2 separate regions of the Canis lupus genome follow, and region 2 is linked to region 1. Evidence: chromatin contacts called from public Hi-C data. All regions are on one chromosome and are shown on one strand. The core of a region is the stretch at or near the end of the contact, and the rest is flanking DNA. Distances in the headings are between cores, read along the strand shown.

Evidence for each region. Hi-C and Micro-C count contacts between places; a contact is called where the count stands out from the background.
Region 2: a contact with region 1 is called in a Hi-C map of skin fibroblasts, with 2.0 times the contacts expected there. The contact joins two enhancer-like sites. A contact is called at or near these places in 3 of 9 Hi-C or Micro-C datasets (amygdala, blood and skin fibroblasts).

Annotation. Positions count from the first base shown.
Region 1 is chr18:26,182,107-26,184,802 of UU_Cfam_GSD_1.0, reverse strand. No RefSeq gene overlaps it. Among named protein-coding and RNA genes, the nearest start is that of SLC25A22, 19 kb to the right of the region's middle. Within about 2 kb of position 1,397, at least 7 of the 20 cell types and tissues checked have an H3K27ac peak or open chromatin away from gene starts, as enhancers often do.
Region 2 is chr18:26,270,647-26,273,342 of UU_Cfam_GSD_1.0, reverse strand. It overlaps ALKBH3 (alpha-ketoglutarate-dependent dioxygenase alkB homolog 3), which reads left to right. Exons shown (of 10, transcript XM_038562979.1): 8 at 1,616-1,825. Among named protein-coding and RNA genes, the nearest start is that of TRNAK-CUU, 3.7 kb to the left of the region's middle. Within about 2 kb of position 1,347, at least 3 of the 20 cell types and tissues checked have an H3K27ac peak or open chromatin away from gene starts, as enhancers often do.

The DNA.
Region 1 (2,696 bases), core at 148-2,647:
GTGCCTGCCCAGGCCACACAGTGCCGGCCTGGTCACCCCAGTGCAGTCCCCCAGCACATCAGGTCACCCCATGGCAGTCCCCCAGCACATCCAGTCACCCCAGTGCCATCCCCCAGCATGCCCCATCACCCCACTGCAGTGCCCCCAGCACATCCGGTCACCCTAGTGCCATTCCCCCACAAGCCTCGGCCAGGGGGTGGGGCAGTGATGAAACCTGCATCCTCGTCACCTGTGGGCACCCGAGGGCACACGGGTTGGGTGGGGTGGGAGGACTCCCTGGCCCACCTGCTGCCCCCAGACAGTGGTTCTGGGCACCCGGGCACTGGTTTGGGGGAGCAGCTTCCTGTGAGTGTGATAGGCCCCTGGAGGACTCTGCGGTCCAAGGCCCATGGAGACCTTGGGCTTCCAGGGAGCAAGTGCGTCCCAAGCCGCAGTAGGAGCTAGCGAGCGAGCGCAGAGCAGGACCCTGCCCCCTACAAGGCAGCGGGTGACCCACTTGGCAGCTCCAGGACGCCTGTGCTGTCTTCCCATCAAGCTCGGATCAAAGCCAAGGTCCTTCTCAGGGGCCACCAAGCCCTACGAAGTTCCTGCCTTAAATACTGCAGGCCGTGCTCCTACCTCAGGGCCTTTGCACAGCCGCCCCGGCTGCCTGGGCCTGCTTCCTTCCCCGCAGACCGGGTGGATTGCTCCTCCTCCCTGTCCCTGCGCTCTGTGCCAGCGACCCTGTGTGGGTGGCGCCCCTCCTGCTCCCCACCCCGTCCAGGGACCCCGGGGCGTGTCTAACACGTGGCTGGAGCTGAATGAAGGAAGGATGCTAATCTCCCCCCCACAGGCCTTTGCAGGATCGCTTGGCACTGCTGGGGCGGAGCTGCTCTTCCCGGTTTCCCCGAAAACACTGACCGCTACTTGATGCCCACTGTGTGCCCCACGCGATGGGGAGGTGGAGGCAGAGTCCTCTCCTCAAGGTCCTCCCTGGCCCCTGTGAGCACTGGGGGGCGGGGGCTGCTCAGGACCCGGGACATGCCCTGCTGCCCCAGGAGCCGGAGGGGTGGGGAGGGGTGCTGGGGGGCAGGAGGAGGGGGGAGGGGGAGGAAGGGTGCTGGGGGAGCAGGACCCACGAGGGAACCGTGTGGGCGCCAGGAGGTGACTGGCCTCAGGCGCTGCCCCAGGAGCGGGGGTCAGAGCCCGTGGGCCCCGCTCCCCTCCTCCCCTCCCCCTCCCCTCCCCCTCCGTCTGACCCCGGGACCTCATGCCACCTGCACACGGGCCAGCCCACGGGGGAGGGCGCCGCGCGGTGGGTGGCGCAGGGGGCTGGGAGGGGCACGCGCAGGCCGGGCTCACGCCAAGCCAGGCCGGTCCGAGCGCCCCAAGGCCGGTCCGGCCTCCGTTTCCCACCGACACCGGGAGGCCGAGGACGCGCGGCTGCTGGACCTGCTGGAGGCCGGGCGCCCGGGACCGAGCCCGCCTGCAGACTCCCGGCGGGGTCCTCCGCCCGCCGCGCTCAGCGCTGTGCCTGCCCGGCCGGAGGCGCCCCGAAGCGGGCCGCGCAGTGGGGTCCGGCCCTGGGGCGCAGCTCCGCCTTCCCCGCCCTGCGCGCCTGGAGGGGACCCGGGGACCCCGCGAGGGAGGCCCAGCCGCAGCCGGACGTGGGGCTCGCGGGTGCCGCAGGGAGCTGGGGGGGAGGGGAGGGGGGAGGGGAGGGGGAGCGGGCGGCCCTCGGTGCGGCCCTCGGTGCTCCCCACGTCCGGATTCTCCTGCCACTGACGCTGTGTGGTCGCGTGACATTGGCCGCCCCGGGGTCCCGGGTGCGAGCGGCGGGCTCGGGAGAGCGGGCGCAGGGCCACGGCGGGAGTGGGCCGTGCTGCCCGCCCCGCCCCGCCCCGCCCCGCCCCGCCCCGCCCGCCGAGCCCGCCGAGCCCGGAAGGAAAGTGAGGGTGTAGCGCCCCCTCATGGCGAACCCACGTTACGGCGGCGCAGGAGGGCAGGGCCTGGGGCTGCGGCAGGGGGCAGGGGCTGCGGGCAGGGGCAGGGGCTGCAGGGGCAGGGGCCCCACGACACCCAGGCGGTGGGAAATGAGCCTTCCTCCGGGCGGCCCTCCCCCAGGCCAGCACCAGCCTGCTGTCCCCCGACAGCCGATTCCCTCACGCGGGTCCCAGTTACTGGTAAGTGGCCAGGAACACTGAACAGACAGGAACCAAGACCCCCACCCACACCCGCACCCCAGAGCCCGGAATGAGGGCAGAACCTGGGAGGCCCAAGTGCAGGGGGGCCCTGACCTGGGGCAGCTGCCTTATGGTGTTGGTCCGTCCAGCCAACCATCCGTCCATCTGTCCATCTGTCCGTCCAGCCGTCCGTCCATCCATCCATCGGTCCATCCATCCGTCCGTCCCTCCAACCATCCACTCATTCCTGCACAACCGCTCCGGAGCCTCCCCAAGGGCCAGGTGTGAGCCTTCGCATTGGAGAAACACCAGTAAACAAACAGCTGAAGGCCTTTGCCTTCGCGGAGTTGCGTGTGGACTCGAAATAGACGGTGCAGGTGATGAATAAGGACGCGTGTGGTGCGCGTGGAAGGGAGAGCACCGTGAAATGGGAGGTAGCCGGGGCAGGAGGCACCACAGCATGCCCAGGGGGAAGCAGGCCGTGGACGAGGCAGGCGGCCGTCGTGGGCCTGTGGGAGCAGGAGACACTTGAGC
Region 2 (2,696 bases), core at 98-2,597, 89 kb before region 1:
AGGGAGAAGCAGGCTCCTCACAGGGAGCCCGAGGCGGGACTTGATCCCAGGACCCTGGGGTCACGCCCTGAGCCAAGGACAGACGAGCCCCCAGGTGTCCCAGACCAGTAGATTTAAATGTAACCAAATATGAGAACTTTGTTGATACGACTTCAGATCCCACACTTCAGATCCCACACTGCAACGGACATTTAGGAGATCAGCACTTGTTAAGTTTTGGTATTAAATAGCACAGAGTATCCACAATTATTTGGAAAGGCTGGAAAAGACTCGTGCCCTTTTCTAACAACATATTCTTGTGAGGCCAGTTTTCTTCGTATAATTCTATAAAACAACATATTGTAACAGACTGAATGCAGGAGCAGACAGGAGAATCACCTCTCTTCAGATAAGCCGAACATTAAAGAGATTTGGAAAACCGTGCCACTCTTCTTGATAATTTTTTGTATTGGAAAATAGAGTTTATTTTTTGTGAAATAATATTTATGTTAACGCATCACAGGTTTGTAGTTTTAAATGAATTAACCAATAGTTTAATTTTCTGAGTTTTAATTTAATTTTTTTTTAATTTATTTATGATAGTCACACAGAGAGAGAGAGAGAGAGAGAGAGGCAGAGACATAGGCAGAGGGAGAAGCAGGCTCCATGCACCAGGAGCCCGATGTGGGATTCGATCCCGGGTTTCCAGGATCGCGCCCTGGGCCAAAGGCAGGCGCTAAACCGCTGTGCCACCCAGGGATCCCTAAGTTTTAATTTTAGTGTGATAAATGCCATAGCTGTAACAGAAAGTTCTGTGAGGTCCTCAATAATTTTTGATAGTGATAAGAGAACGACTGTCAGAAAAGGAAGCTCTGTAAAATTCTTGAGGCTTCTTGGAAGGACAGGAGTCTAACAAGGACTGATAGCTCTGCTGCGGTAGCTCCAGTACAACCCAAGGTCAGGGGTCACAGCTTCCTGCAGCCCGCGCGGCGGGACAGCAAGTCCCAGATACTGCACAGACGCGAGCTGGTGCTCGGGAGGCAGGGCCGTGGAATCTGGTTAAACTCTAGTTCACAGGCCACGTCATGGTTCTATTCTGTAGAATGTTTTTTCCCTTCAGGTTCTATTTTTAGGAAGTTAGCCACTCTGGAAATACTAAATATTTTTTTAAAGCAAGTCTGTGATTCATGATAAAATAGCAATCAAATGAACAGAGGGCCACCCAGTGGGAAAGTTGTTTCACTCCCCAGACTTCGGGCTGTCCCTGCCAACTACCTGGGTGCCCGGCGCCCATGGGGGTGACCTGGTCCCTTAAGGAGGTGGCTGCCCTGAGTGTAACGACAGGTGCTCCTTCACACGGAAAGGCTGAGATGGGTACGTGGGCTTGGCCCTCGTGACCTTGCTGTACCGATTCGGTACCTTAATAAGATTGTGGAGGTCACCTTGCTTCAAAATAGAAACAGCGGGAGGGAATGGACTCCTCGTGCCTTTGGCTGTTCCCTCCAAGTGTTTAGCCTCTTCCACGCCCCTGTTTATAACATGGCCGATTTTACACTTTCCTGTGTTTTCCATGTGGCTGCCACCCTGTGTCTTCTGTGAACTGTCTCTGCCCCCTTTTCCCGGCCTGCCATGGCAGTGGCCTGCTGTGCTGCGCACACTAAAGGACCAAATCGAAGAGAACACCGGCCACACCTTCAATTCCTTGCTCTGCAATCTTTACCGAGATGAGAAGGACAGCGTTGACTGGCATAGCGACGATGAACCTTCGCTGGGGAGATGTCCCGTCATTGCTTCACTGAGTTTTGGTGCCACACGTGCTTTTGAGATGAGAAGGAAGCCCCCACCAGTGAGTATTCTCTGTTTGTTTGTTTGTTTGTTTGTTTTTAATCTTTTTCATACCTTCTGATATTTTGTGAAAAAAGTAGAGCTCTTAAAAGCTCACGTTTTCAGATGTAGGAAATAGGAGTATGTTTTTTGTTGAAACGTTTTCAGCTGGTTGCCTCTCCGCTGGTTAACTCTGGACTCCCAAAGCAGCCATTCATTCATTCATTCATTCACTTACCCGACAGAGATTGCTTACCGTGCACCAGCACCGGGGGCCGTTCCCATTGGGTGGAAAGGACAGCCGTAATCCCGGTCCTCGGGAGACCCAGGATAGACAGATAGTGCTAATTATTGAAATATTGGAACCACGATGAGTGCTGTGAAGGAGGGCTTATAAAGGGAAGGCTCGAGCTAGTAGATGTGAGGTGGGAAGGATGCCCCTGAAGAAGACTTTAGTGTAAGTAAGGCTTCCCCGCAGCTGTGTTGCTGCCTCCCTGTGAGCGAACATTGTGAGCATCCTCACTCCCTTCTCAGCCATCTTCTGAGGCAGAGGTGAACCTGCAGTGCTTTCAGAAACAGGTATATATTCAAGCCAGATCACCAGAGGTGGTGGTCTGTCCAGGCTAGAGAAGCTGTCACTAAACTACATAATAACTTTAGTTTTCCATCCCAGCTTTTGCCTGTATTTCATGACATTTGAGGGACACGAAGACTGTTGATTTTCTCAAATCAAGGAAGTATAAGACCGTAGGACTAAGGGTAGTAGGAACTCAAAAGAGCAAACCTCTACCAGATTATCTTATTATCTTTGTGTCTTTCTCTAACCAAGGTTCTCAGCCATTTAGCTTATAACATTAAAGCAGACTCAGTCCGTGTGGAAAGGCTTATAAGGC